Regions from separate parts of the Mus musculus genome. Here region 2 is linked to region 1. A link is a contact called in public HiChIP or PLAC-seq data. All regions are on one chromosome and are shown on one strand. Each heading gives the region's core, a stretch centred on a gene start, on an enhancer-like site or on the middle of the called end of the contact. The rest is flanking DNA. Distances are from core to core; before and after follow the strand shown.

Region 1 (3,979 bases), core at 367-2,866:
TGTATGAAGTTACATTCATAACCACTTCTTCAAGTGGACTCTTTAAGGGCTGGCTGCTGTTGAATATTGAGTACATCATTTTGTATTTAGGTGTGGAGGCCTGACTCTCCCCTCAGTAAGACAATAAAGGAATACAGAAGATCTTTGCAGCTATACCCCAGTGTGCTGCTTTACCCACTTATTGAGTAGAACTTGCTATTTTCTTTTTTAATTTCCATTCCCTCTTTCTGTTTCGGAATGTCCGTTTTTATTTTTTGTGAAAATCTGTCTGGTCATTTTTTAGAGCCTTTATTATTTTTGTAATCCCCTTTTCTAGCTTTTAAATATTTTTATTTTTAATTGTGAATATGCATATGTGTCTGGGTACAGATATGCACTTGAGTCCAGGAGGCCAGAAAGTATCCCCTGGAACTGGAATTACAGGTGGCTGTGAGTCTCCCAGTGTGGAAGGGCAACCTGCGTCCTTAACCACTGGGCCTCTCTGGAGCCCCTGGGCATTTTATCTCTTGTTATATGTCCACTCCCACAGCTTCACTGTCTCTGCCGCCGTTCCCGGAGTTTCCGGAGTTCCCGTAGTCTGTGGTTTGGTATCCCCGTCGTTGCTCTTCCTCCCTGGGGCCTAAGTCTGGGATGCTTTTATCCACAGGGAACTCAGATTGGCTTCCGCTGAGGGAGGGGGCACTTGCCCAGTATACTTCAGGAATCCACATCCCCACTCTCTTTTCCCCTGTGGCTCATCTTAGACTACTTAGCCCATGGTCCGTGGCAGCTCTAGCTGGAGGAGGATCCTTGTCTCCTGTTTTCATCCTCCATGTCTCCCTCAGATTCACCTCTTTCCTGCCTGGCACTTATTCTATCTATCATATCCAGCACTTCTAGACATCTTCCTTCCAATTACACGTGTGGTGTTCTCTGTATGTTGTAGGGAAGGAAAGAACTCTCACCCCCAAACACTCACACACCTTATCTACCAAGCACAGGCCTTTGCGTATGGGAAGTATCCATCATGTAACTAATGCTTTGTTCATTAATATTTAAACATGGACCCTGGCAAATTAGTGTATATCTTTGCCAGTTTTCATCTTGAACCAATGCCCTGTCCTGTGTGCTTTTCTAATTATCTGAACTTGTAATTATTCGAAGAGCTTCCTCCCTTCTGTCACAAGTGATGAATTCATTGTTGGTTCAGCTTCGAGCACCGCCACCACCTCCCAGCCTTTGCCAACTGTGGCTAACGGTGGCTGGGCCCACATCCCTGTTTGTTTGTCCTAATGCTCGTTACTGTTTGGCTCTCCTCTACCTGCTGCCAATGCAGAACTATTTATATCAACACAGAGACGCCTTGGTGAGCTTCGCTGTGATAACACATCCTCAGAAATCCTTCCATCACAAAGGACTTTGCCCCAGTTCTCCTCCTAGAACTCCTCTCCTGGCACTGACCCAGGGACCCTCCCCAAGAGGAACTCCTGGCTTCCCCAGGGGAAGTGGCAGCCACTGGTCCATCAGCTTGGATGATAAGTCTTTGCCTTCCAACTGAAGGCCCTGGAATGAGACATGCAATGGAACTTGCCCAAAGAGGTCACGACAGCTGAGTCACAGAGAACAGCATTGAAACTGAGATTCTGAGAGGAGAGTGCCCACTGGGAGTGGAGCCAAGGTGCTGAGTCATGCCCTGGGCTCTGCATCACTTGCTCTGTGTCAAAGCTTCTAAAAGAAGGGGATGTCGCCCTTCCTTGAACATTATACCACAGAGACACATGCCCAGGTATTACACAGCACCCCATAAATATGTACATGTTTGATGTATCAATTTTTTAAATAGTGTGTGTGTCTGTGTCTGTGTATGTGTCTGTGTGGTGTGTGTGTGTGTGTGTGTGTCTGTGTGTCTGTGTATGTGTGTGTGTGTATGTGTCTGTGGTGTGTGTGTGTGTGTGTGTGTGTGTGTGTGGTGTGTGTGTGTGTCTGCATGTAGGTAATAAGACAACTTGTGAGAGTCTGTTCTTTCTTTGTACCGTGAAGACTCTGGGTGAGGACTGTGAGAATTGAATTCAGGTCATAGGTTTGGTAGCAAACATCTTTATTCTTCAGTTGTTTACAACAAAATTAGTTGATTAAAAATGACCAGCATTTCCTATCCAAATTTGTTTTTTATGGTTATCTTCTTTTGACTCAAATAAAAAGAGGATGGAGAACACTTGTCTTCCCAGGGCCAGGGCCTGGCTTCCAGTTCTGCAGTTCAGACGCCAACATGATAGTGCCGTGAGAATATTTATTGTCAGTGTTGCGTTTTATAAAAAGAAAGAGACCAGAGATACGTTTGGTGGAGGCAAGCCATGGTGTAGGGGAAGAAGGTGCCTCTGCGGGGCCAACGCTGAGGCATCCCTTCCCCCCTGAGGTACCAGCCAAGTATGGTATAGAATAGAGTTGGGGTAGGGAGGGCAGGCATGAGCACGTGGAGAGAGAGGGAGAGGGCCATGAGGAGACGGGAGGGGCGAAGTATAAGGGAGCGAAAGGAGAAGAGAGCAAGAGAGAGAGAGGGAGGAGAGGCAAGAGGTCCTGTTTATGGTGAGTCAGGCACACCTGGCTGTTGCCAGGTTATTGTGTGGCAGAGGCTAGAGGAAATGCCAACAGTCATCAATGTGACATTTGGGCTATTGGCGTTCATCTATCCATATAATTTATTACTACCAATATTCCATATGTTGGTATCAGGACCTCTGAAACCCATGACATCACATAGGCAACAGCGCAACCCACACACCTGTTGCCAAGGCAACAGCCACCATATTCCCAGATTCCACTTGGCTCCCACCTTTACCTGTGACTATGTCACCATCCATATATAAAGGAAAGCTCCTCTGATCGATCTCTCTCTCTCTCTCTCTCTCTCTCTCTCTCTCTCTCTCTTCCCCCTTCTCTTTTCAATGTCACCTTGCCCTTCTCTCTCTCTCAATAAACCTCAGATGGAACTGTTTGGCCTGGTGTGGTCTTTCTGGAGCCGCAGGACAATCATACCACCATCCTTAGACACAGGACAGAGCTCCAATCAAGGTGTACTGGCCGAGTCTAATAGGACTCCACAGTCACCAGTGTGAAGAAATCAGAGCAGCCCCCGAGAAATCAGGCCGAGGGAGTGGAGAGCCAATCCACGATTTTCAACTGAACTGAACACATTTGTATTCTTGTTAGCATTCACAGCAGGTGATGTATGAAGGATGCCTGGGAGCTGGGCCAAAGAGACATTTTAAGACCTAGCATGATTTTGTGCTAAAAATAAAACTACCAGTCAAATTTACTTATTTATAAGTCAGTTGTGCCACTACCGGGGCAATGTGAGACCTACTCCGGGGAAGCTGCTCATCTCTAGCCTCGGGCCCACGTTTCTAACAGGGGAATATCCACATTGCACCACTGGGTCAGGGTTGAAAATCAGTGGGTGGTAAGTTTCAACACACTCGCCTAGAAACAGCCCCAGGGCTGCTCACACACTGGGGCCTGGCAGGATACTGGTGCTATTTACATCCTTGTGAAGGTTACTGCTCCTGCCATAAACACAGTATGCGGTCCATAAGCACAAACCTCCAGCTCCTGGCCCCACCCTTTCTTCTCTGCATCACTGGCTACAGTGCACTGCCCTAGGTTAAGCTTCCCTCTGCTCTGAAGGGGTCGCTTTTCTGAAGGTCACTGGAATCAATATGACAGTGTGGACTTTCAGCTTGGAACAAGCAGGCAGATGTCAGTTGTCCCGTTCTACTCATTTCCAAAGAAAGGTAAACAGACAGTGTCACGGGGTCTGTGGGATCCAATGCGTACTTACACCAGCTGCTCTTAACACACCAGCGTCTCCAGGAAAAACAGGCAACAGTATCTACCTCCCGCCTTTGTTCATTAATAAACATTTTAAGGGATTCCTCTCACTTGATTTTTATCATGGAATACTTTTAAAAATAGGAACAGAAATCCAAGCCTTTAAAATTTA
Region 2 (3,563 bases), core at 381-2,880, 790 kb after region 1:
GGTTGCCTGAATGTAAGAGCTGGTCTTGCCTCTCAGTGGAGAGGTCGTGCGGTTTCTGAATCTCTAATTCTGCTTTCCATTCTTAGGAGGTTACTAAGGTTAAACATAGGGTCTGGCACTTATGGGAGTTCAATAAGTGCTCGTGTCCTTCCTTCCTTATGCTTAACGCCCAGTCCAATAGCCAGTGCTACAATAAATAGAAGGGGGTGAGACCAACAAGAGATCCAGAAGTGGAGGGGTGCTTCAAGCACGTAATCCAAAAATAGTAGTTCTCTTTAATTAATGTTGCTGCATAGTAACTGACCTGAAACTGATGGTAAACTTAAGGGTAGAACACTAAATTTGGGGTGGTTTATGAACAAAGGCCTTTATCCTTTGCTGTGTGAACTGCAGTGATGCTCCAAAACACACAAGCCCACCTTGCCTCACGCACACCAGCCGCACACACCCTTCCTTAGTCTGCGGCTTTCCTGCTATTCAGGTAGTTACCTATGCACAATGCTCACCTCCCCATGCTGTAGGAGGCGAGGGCTGAAGGAAAAAGGGCTACTGAACATTGTATTTTCAGCTCTGGTCTTCTAGAACAGCGCCTGGCACACAATTTGTTTTGCTTTGTTGTTGTTTACCATGTGACTCTGGACATGCTATATAGACCAGGCTGGCCTCATGTCAAAAGACACCTGCCTGTGCCCGCTTTTCTTAAATACTAGGATTAAAGGTTTATACCAGCAGTGCAGGCTGACCTTGAACTACAAGTAATCCTCCAGCCCTAGTCTTGAGTGCTGAAATTCCAGATATGAGCTACCAAGACCAACAGTAAGAATTTTTTGACATATTCTGGATGGAGCCTCACACCAATGGGCAAACACTACTGCCTCGCAATGACCTCATAAATGCTTCCTTGAAGGGAAAGAGTAGAGTCCATGGCCCTTTTAGCACTTCTGTGCTACCTAAAGATGAAAGCTATGCTATTCTTTTTTAATTTAATGAACGCGTGCTTATACCATTTACCTAGAGAGGAGCCCATTTTTAAATGCAAATAAAAACCATAGTTGCTGGTTAGGTAGTGACAACCAAGGCCACCATCTGTGCTGGTCACCAGGTTTTGCTGTCTCTCTGTTGAGGCCTGTGTGTGTGTGTGTGTGTGTGTGTGTGTGTGTGTGGTAGTTTATAGAATTGTTTCATGCAGTAATATAGACGTCTCCAATTAGCCCTTTAGTACTGTTCTTTTAGAGCCAAGACCACCTGCCTCATAAGTCTCCACAGGGTCCTGAGCTCATATATGGACATCAGGCATTCTATTAGTGTGTGTGTGTGCGTGTGCGCGTGTGCGTGTGCGTGTGCGTGTGTGTGTGTGTGTGTGTGTGTGTGTGTATTTAGCCTTGAATCAATCACAGGTTAGGCAGACATTCTATCATTAAGCCACATTTTAACTTTTGTGATTTATTTATGTTGCAATAGAAAGCAGTAGAGGATACATATTTCCAAAATTAAATAGGGTTGATTCAATTCCTATTAAATAATCGGGTGTCTTAGGACAGTGGTTCTCAACTTCCTAACACTGTGACCCTTTCATACAGATTCTCATGTTGTGATGACTCACCAACCATAAAATGATTTTCGCTGCTACTCCATAACTGCGATTTTGCTACGGTTATGAATCATAGTGTAAATATCTGTGTTTTCCAATAGTCTTAGGCTACCCCTGTGAAATGGTCCTAAAGGGGTTGCAACCCACAGGGAGAGGACAGAAGTGGATGCGGTCTGGTCTTAGGAAACTATACCAGGAAGGTGAGTGATCTACCAGGGCCAAGAGCAGTGCCTCCCTAGCTTCCTGGTTCTAAAACACTGCCAGCAGGTTTCCTCCTCCAGACATACACAGAAGAGTGGGCTGGCTCGCTGTCTGCGGCACGGCACTTGCCTTTCTTAGGGCCCAACAGAGGGAATTCATAGGATAGTTTTGTTCTTTGTTTTCACATAGAAAAAATTCTGTGACAGCCGCCTTCCATAACTGAATTCTGCTCAAAGAAATGTTGATGGGCTGATCTTTTAAAAGGGGGTTATTCCACTGTGAATTCTAGGCCTTCAACCAGACACTGCTGGTTTAAGAGAATATGAGATGAGGCAAGACTCACAAAGAACTAAAACAACAGCCACAGCTGGTTAAAAATAGGTAGAGAGAAGGTCACTATAGTTTAAAAGAAAATGGATGGTACATGAAATACTTGGTCCACTGCCCCATCTTCCTCAATCTCTGCATCCTATCCTTGCATCCACTCTGCTGGTCCTGAGGCCAGGCACAGGGCCCTCTTACTGCCCACTCACACCTTCCCAGTCCCATTGACATCAATTGTGTGAGGGTCTCATATCGGCCTGTGTGGAAAGAGCCCTTGCAGGCTGTGTGTCTCTAGCATCCTCTCTCTGATCCAGCTGGCTTGCTTTCTCTGTGCCAGCCAGGCTGGGCTCCCCAGTCCCTATAACCTTCATCAGCTGGTCCCACATTTCCCTCTTCATTAGGCTAACTCCCTGGGGTACCTTCCTGACCTCACAAATACCTCTGCCTTAGCTGCATTCTTCTCCCACAGCACTAGGCATGCTTGTCTGTGCTGTCTGATTCTGGATCCCCTATACCTCCCAGACCGCAAGTCAGACGACCATCTTACTCCAGGACCTGGCCAATATACACGTTATCATCTGAATATGAAATGTCTCCCCACAGGCCCATATTTATTTTATTTATGTGCATGAGTGTTTTTTCTGTAAGTATGTCTGTGAACCACTTTCACGACCAGTGCTAGATGAAGCAAAAAGAGGTCATCAGACCCACTGGAACTGGAGTCACAGATGGTTACTGGCCACCATGTGGGTGCTGGGGACTAAATCCAATTCTTCTGGAAGAGTTAGCTGGTGCTCTTAACCACAGAACCATCTCTTCAGCTCAGGCTCGCATTTTAAATAATTTGATCCTATCTGGAAAATTCAGCAAGTAGGTGGTAGTTGGAAGAAGTAGATAATGTGGGTCAGCTCTTGAGGGCATCTCACCCTGACACTCCGATCTGCCAAGAACAGCATCCACCATAAACTCCACACCATGATGCTCTGACCAAGCACCTGGGCCATGGAACTACAACTGAACCTTCTAAAACCATGAGGTCCCCAAATCTTCCTCCCTTGTGTGGTTTCTGACAGGTACCACAGCTAACATTATATAAACATAATTAGTACACTATGATGTGAAAAAGTCATATATAAATTAATAGTTGATTTATTGTTCTATGTTCAGTAAATAATGTCCAACTTTAAAAAATGTTCACTTAATACCAAATGCAAAAAAATGAAGAAAAAAATATGAGTTGATCTTTAGCAATGACAACCAAGATAGTCCTTTCCAACATTTTACTGTACCAAGCAGGTAGAGGTTTTAAGGCAAAGTCAAACATCTCCACTCACATTAGCCCTCCCCTTAATTTGCCATGTTTTTAAACCACTAATTTACTCATTGGTCATGCCCTTGAAACATTTCTTACAAAAGTCATTTTCAGATTCCAATGACATGGACTTTC

Evidence for each region. HiChIP or PLAC-seq counts read pairs in DNA pulled down with a chosen protein or histone mark.
Region 2: an HNF4G HiChIP or PLAC-seq map of pancreatic cancer cells shows a contact between it and region 1. The contact joins two enhancer-like sites. A contact is called at or near these places in 7 of 39 promoter capture datasets (the 3T3-L1 cell line, the C10 cell line, embryonic stem cells and 3 more), 1 of 15 datasets of contacts at CTCF or cohesin (large pre-B cells), 1 of 484 Hi-C or Micro-C datasets (cerebellar granule neurons), 5 of 115 datasets of contacts at active chromatin or transcription factors (bone marrow-derived macrophages, large pre-B cells, pancreatic cancer cells and 1 more) and 2 of 9 other capture datasets (embryonic stem cells and liver).

The regions. Positions count from the first base shown.
Region 1 is chr1:105,905,010-105,908,988 of GRCm38.p6, forward strand. The region is part of intron 2 of Gm41927 (a long non-coding RNA gene); the gene reads right to left. Among named protein-coding and RNA genes, the nearest start is that of Gm41927, 27 kb to the right of the region's middle. Within about 2 kb of position 1,617, at least 116 of the 459 cell types and tissues checked have an H3K27ac peak or open chromatin away from gene starts, as enhancers often do. A contact at or near this core is called in pancreatic cancer cells, where this site is marked.
Region 2 is chr1:106,699,086-106,702,648 of GRCm38.p6, forward strand. The region is part of intron 1 of Bcl2 (B cell leukemia/lymphoma 2); the gene reads right to left. Among named protein-coding and RNA genes, the nearest start is that of Bcl2, 13 kb to the right of the region's middle. Within about 2 kb of position 1,631, at least 34 of the 459 cell types and tissues checked have an H3K27ac peak or open chromatin away from gene starts, as enhancers often do. A contact at or near this core is called in pancreatic cancer cells, where this site is marked.